Regions from separate parts of the Mus musculus genome. Here region 1 is linked to region 2. The links are chromatin contacts, called in public Hi-C maps. All regions are on one chromosome and are shown on one strand. Each heading gives the region's core, a stretch centred on a gene start, on an enhancer-like site or on the middle of the called end of the contact. The rest is flanking DNA. Distances are from core to core; before and after follow the strand shown. Region 1 overlaps Col4a2 (collagen, type IV, alpha 2). Region 2 overlaps Myo16 (myosin XVI).

Region 1 (2,700 bases), core at 151-2,650, 1.0 Mb after region 2:
ACTTTGTAGGACTTCTCAGTGGCCCCCTCTCCCTCTCCCTCTCCCTCTCCCTCTCCTTCTCCCTCTCCTTCTCCCTCTCTAACTGCTTCTCTCTCTCCCTCCCTCCCCCACCTCTCTCTCTTTGTCTCTCTCTGCCTGTCTCTGTCTCTCTGTCTCTCTCCTCTCCTCTCTTCCCCTCTCCTCTCCTCTCCTCCCCTCCCCTCCCCTTCCCTTCCCTCCCCTCTCCTTTCCTCTCCTCTCCTCCCCTCCTTTCTCCTCTCCTCTCTTCCCCTCTTCTCTCCTCTCCTCTCCAGTGGGAACGCAGCCCTGTGAAAACATCACCATTCCTCCTCTGTACTCTGAGCTACAGCCATGAAACTTCTCACTAGAATCAGCAGCACTGGGTCTCAAGAATGCCCAGAGCGGAGCTGCAGATCTCCACGCTGTCACTCTCCTCTTTGACCCACACATTCCCTGGTACCACTATTCCTCCATAGCGTCTGTACTTGAGCCAGGAGTCTCTGGGCACCTCACTCTCCACACTGGACTCACAGTGTGTGGTGCAGTCTCTCTCCTTAAAACACTTCAGGACTCCCGTTGCCCTTAGGAATAAAAGCCCAAGAGGGTCTTCTCCCCTCCTCCATGACAACACTCCTCCGTGTACCCTTTACACACTCCCTGGTCATGGCTCCATACTGTTAAGGGGCCATTTGGTCCCTCCGTTCCATTTCTGGAGAGCCCTTCAGCTCCCCGCCTGGCCAGCTCCCTCTGTCAGCCACAGTCCATGCCACTTCCTCAGAAGACCCCCCTGGACACCACCCATTCTAAATCAGCTGCTCCCAGCTTCCCTCTCACGGTGCTAGCTAGAATCTGAAACTTCACATTTGTTTGCTGAGCGTGTTAGCTGTGTCCCTGCATCTCAGCTGTCAGCTCGAGGCAGGCCAGCTTCCCAGTGCCAACACAGCTCCTGGCCTGCTGCCTGGCGTGGCTCAGGAGCTGGCTTGTGGTGGATGAATGAGTGAGTGAGAGACTGTGTTAGATGTGAGGCCAGATCAGATTACACAGAACAATGCCCGCTGGTCTCTTCTACAAATCTCTGCTTCCCTAGGCGCTCCCAAACCATCCCATGCCTTTGAAGTCACTGCCTCCTTATCCTTTCCTGTGTAGCCACAAGCACCTACCTTGTCCTGGGGTATTCGATGGAGCTATGACCACTACTAGATTTAGCAGCAATAAGGCTTGGTGGCTCATACCTGTCATCCTGACACCTGGGAGGCTGAGACCAGAGAGTCACCATAAGTTTGGGGCCAGCCTGGGCTACAGAGTAAGACAATGAGAAGCAAAGGAGTCCAGAGGTACTCAGCTACCCTGCAGCACAGCCAATCTCGCCTGGATACGCAGCCTTGGATCCACCACCAGATGGCAGTCTTCCCAAAGGCCTCTAAGAATTGTGAGGTCTTAGTGGAGTCTCATCTGGTCAATTGATATACATATGTGCAATTATTGGGGCACTGTAGTGACTAATAACTCTGACCTTTAGTGAAAAAAAAAGTGAACCTAGAAGAGGAATATTGGGGCCAAGGTCATTTAGTGAGGTCAACCATGCCCAGTACCAATTAGGAGAATTCCAGTTAGTTTCCAGGACCCCCATGTTTGCAGGTTTACATGTGTGTTCATGTGTGCAGGAGAAAGGAGAAATGGGGAGGTCTGAGAAGAGATGGGCATGCACTCCAGAAAGGGGACAGAGGGAGAGCTGAGTTTATCTTAATCCCACACCAACCCCCCCACCCCCCCACACACACACCTTGGGGGACATTCTCTGAGGCTGAGCAGAGATGCGCGGCCATCAGCAACATGGCTGAAAAGTCAAATTCTTCGTTTGGACTGAACGTTCCTCAAAAGCAAAGACATTGGTCTCGATACATTGGTAGAAAAGCTAAATTTGCAGGCTCTGGTCTCTGTTCCATCCTGAGGGACCATGGCCACATGGCTGTCCAAGCTTCTGTCTTGGAGGTGCTGGTGTGGGTCTGGAGATGCAAGGAGCTGGGGTAGACTTGGCTGAGAGGCTGCACTGGACCTGACTGATCTGGCCGACTCTCACAAATGCTTTTGTCCTGTGTGTTTTTCCGTAGGCTTCCTGTTTGGCCTGAAAGGATCAGAAGGGAGAGTGGGCTACCCGGGACCTTCAGGTTTCCCAGGAACACGAGGGCAGAAAGGATGGAAAGGTGAGGACTGCAGGGTGGGAAGGTCAGGATGGTGACCCCAACCTAGCCCCCATGTCACCTCCTCTTGCAAGTTGACCCCGCCCCCACCCTTCATTCACTTCTCTGAGGGTAAAGGATGGGCAGTCTGATCTGAAATCTGAAATGCTACAGAATCTGAAACTCTCTGAGAACCAATATGCCAATATGGCACAGCAAGTGGGGAATCCCACAGCTGGCATCACTCGCTGGGCCGCAGCCAAAGTGGCCACACCAAAACTTGTGGGTAAAGTTAACTTCGGGCTGTGTACAAGTCCTATGAAACACCTTATGTCTGGATGAGGACTACCCGTGACCTCAGCACGTATATGCAGCATAAAAGGCACTCTAAAGCCAGGCGTGGCAGCGCACGCCTTTAATCACAGCACTCAGTGTCTTCTCCCACCAGCCCCTCCACCTGTCCTCTACCCCTGCTAGTCCAAGCCCAGCTTAACGCATGCAACCCTGTCCTAATCACGAC
Region 2 (2,723 bases), core at 10-2,509:
TTATGTGTGTCTATGTTTGACTATATGTGTTCATTTGTGTGTTTATATATAAGTATATGTGTGTGTGCAGGTGTTTTCATGTGTGCATGTGTGTATGTGCGTATGTATATGTATGTGTGTAGGTGAACATATATATGTATGTATATATGTATGCATGTGTGCTTCTGTGTTTCTCTGGCATGTGTATATGTGCATATGTGTGTATATGTGCATGTATGCACATGTACTTGTGTGTTTGTATAACGCGTGTGTGTGTTCTTTCAGATCTTGTTATATGGATCTAGTAAAGTGTCATACTAGTGACTAGTCCCATCTGCCCAGTCGCCGCAGCGGCCACTCGCTAAGTGGAACCCTTTGCCACTGCACTGGGCACCCACACTGCCCTGCCAGAAGTGCCTCCTTCCCTCTGAGTATGGAGTGGGGCCTCCCCTACCCCGTTTTGTATTAGTCTGAGTTCCTTTGAGCCCTGGTAGGCACTGTCCACACCCCAGCCCCCTTCTCACGTATCTAGGGTTTTAACACATGGTAACCTCTCTTGAAGTCTCCATGTGTTCTCTGGACTGCCAAGACTTCATGTTAGATAGGGTTCTCTAAATGACCAGAACTGGTAAAATGTATTACACAGGGAGATTCATAGATGGTTCACACTGTGTTCTGATGATGACGATACTTGAGAAGCAGCAACTTCTCAACCTGTGAGGCTCAACCTGCCTCAGCCATCCAGTGCGGCTTAGAAGGCAGGGTGGACTCTGGGGAGAGCCACTCATTCTTGGTCCGCTTTGGATGAGTGGAGAACTTTGGTTCAAAAGTCAGTAAAGGATGGTGGCAGCCACTAAAGCCACAGGGTGGATGCCCTCACCAGCAAGGAGCAAAAGCAGGCAGGCAGCACTGTGCCTCCGTCCTGACATCCTGTCTGGGCTACCACTGGGAAGTGCTGCTTACTCTGGGGGAGAGCCCTGACACCTTGGTCAATCTTTCTTAGAAAGGCACTCAGAAACTGGTCCAAAAGCTTGCCTCTTAGTTGACCCCAAATCTAATGACAGTGACATTCAGGATCACAGTCTCGGTCGCCTGGAGGACACAGTGTCATGGGACCCAGCTGAAGGTAACCTCTTTCCTTTGTCCTAGCTGGGTAACACACTGCCAAAACTTGTGCTCTGACAGAGCTGTCAGCTGAACCCACCTGTGTCGCAACAGAGCCAGAGCTGTGGATGCCGGCTGCATTTAGAGAACAATCTCTTCAGCAAGAGGGACTGCCTATAGCCCATGAATATGCAACAATAAACACAGTTCATGAATATTCAGTGGCACATATGTGTTTTGCCCTGCTCAAAGCCTGCATGCTCAGTCGTTGAGTGCAGTTGAGAGGAGACCAAGTCTCCTAGGGAGAGGGATCAAAATACTTCTCTCCTTCATGGGCCAGGCAGACCGCTCAGTGCATGTGGGTGACAGGGATCTCTTGGCTCCCACTCAGTGCCAAGTGTGTGCCCGCCCCTACCCCGCCACCCGTCACTGCTCCTGAGGAAGCTTTTGCCTATTAGCATCCTACAGAGAACAATGGAGATCACACACTTATGAAGAGATTACAAGGAAGGGTTAGGTTTTTCAGGTCCACAGAAGCATTGGATTCCAGGATTGTCCCTCCACTCTTCTGTGTGGCTGCCTGACTATGGCCTCATCCAGGATCAGGCCCAGAGTCTTTAGTGGATTAAATCAAGAGTCAGGACTTTGAATGACCCGGTCAAGTTGATGAGTGACATATCAGAGTTACTGAAGTCCATTATCTTTTTCTGTTATTGTTTAAGTTATTTACTTTTCATGCCAATCACGCCTTCCCCTCCCTCCTCTCCTCCCAGTTCCTCCCGCTGACTACAACCCCCCAATCTATCCCTTTGCCCTTTCTCCTCAATAAAAAGGAGGTTTCCCAAGGCTATTAGCCAGCCTTGGCATAGCAAGTTGCAGTAAGACTAGATGCATTTTCTTCTATGGTGACAAGACAAGGTAGCCCAGCTATGGCAAAGAGGTCCAGAGGCAAATGATGCTGCCAGAGACAGCCCCTGCTCCCACTATCTTTTGATGGTGGATCAACCTGAATGTGGAAAGGCACTGGAGCCTCAGGGCCCCAGGGGGCCGGGTAGGATCTCTCAGCAAGTCCCTCCAGGCCTGCTGCTGGTCCTTCTTCCATTCTCATTGGGCCACGTGATTAATGCTACACATCACAAGCTAACAACAACAAAAGTACAAACAGAAATTAAAACTCCCGTAAGAATGTCCGCTCACATATCCTAGGCCAGAACACCATCTGAGGGATCTAAAATATACCGTGTTTCTGTGCCAGCCAGGAGATAAAGAAAACATTTTTCCTTAAGTGGGACTCATTTAGTTGCAATGAGAAAGAGTTTGTCAGCAGGGCCTGGAAGGGGTGGGGTGGGGACGAGGGGACTTGGTATACTCCTTCTGTGTGTTTTAGGGAACTCCCTCAGGCTCACATCAAACATGTGGGGGTCACCACCTCGGTTTTTACAGAGTCCTGGGATCAGGTTATATGTTTACACATCTGCACGTAAAGCTAAAGATACATTCTTTAAAATCAGAACTTGGAAGTTACTAGGGGACTGAAATTAAAAAAACAAAACAAAAACAAAAACAACCACAAAAACAAAAACATAAAAACAACCTTCCTGATGTTCAGCATGGAGTTGGCACAAGGCTCAGCACACCTC

The links. Hi-C and Micro-C count contacts between places; a contact is called where the count stands out from the background.
Region 1: a contact with region 2 is called in a Hi-C map of cortical neurons, with 4 times the contacts expected there. The contact joins two enhancer-like sites. A contact is called at or near these places in 4 of 39 promoter capture datasets (hippocampal neurons, liver, pre-B cells and 1 more), 1 of 15 datasets of contacts at CTCF or cohesin (stem cell-derived epiblast-like cells), 11 of 484 Hi-C or Micro-C datasets (cortical neurons, differentiating embryonic stem cells, embryonic stem cells and 5 more), 3 of 115 datasets of contacts at active chromatin or transcription factors (SST interneurons, bone marrow-derived dendritic cells and kidney) and 1 of 9 other capture datasets (embryonic stem cells).

The regions. Positions count from the first base shown.
Region 1 is chr8:11,418,466-11,421,165 of GRCm38.p6, forward strand. Col4a2 (collagen, type IV, alpha 2) reads left to right here. Exons shown (of 48, transcript NM_009932.4): 21 at 2,112-2,204. Among named protein-coding and RNA genes, the nearest start is that of E230013L22Rik, 58 kb to the right of the region's middle. Within about 2 kb of position 1,401, at least 83 of the 459 cell types and tissues checked have an H3K27ac peak or open chromatin away from gene starts, as enhancers often do. A contact at or near this core is called in cortical neurons and stem cell-derived neural stem cells, where this site is marked.
Region 2 is chr8:10,417,827-10,420,549 of GRCm38.p6, forward strand. The region is part of intron 16 of Myo16 (myosin XVI); the gene reads left to right. All of the region lies in intron 1 of Gm51561 (a long non-coding RNA gene), which reads right to left. Among named protein-coding and RNA genes, the nearest start is that of Gm51561, 11 kb to the right of the region's middle. Within about 2 kb of position 1,260, at least 21 of the 459 cell types and tissues checked have an H3K27ac peak or open chromatin away from gene starts, as enhancers often do. A contact at or near this core is called in cortical neurons and stem cell-derived neural stem cells, where this site is marked.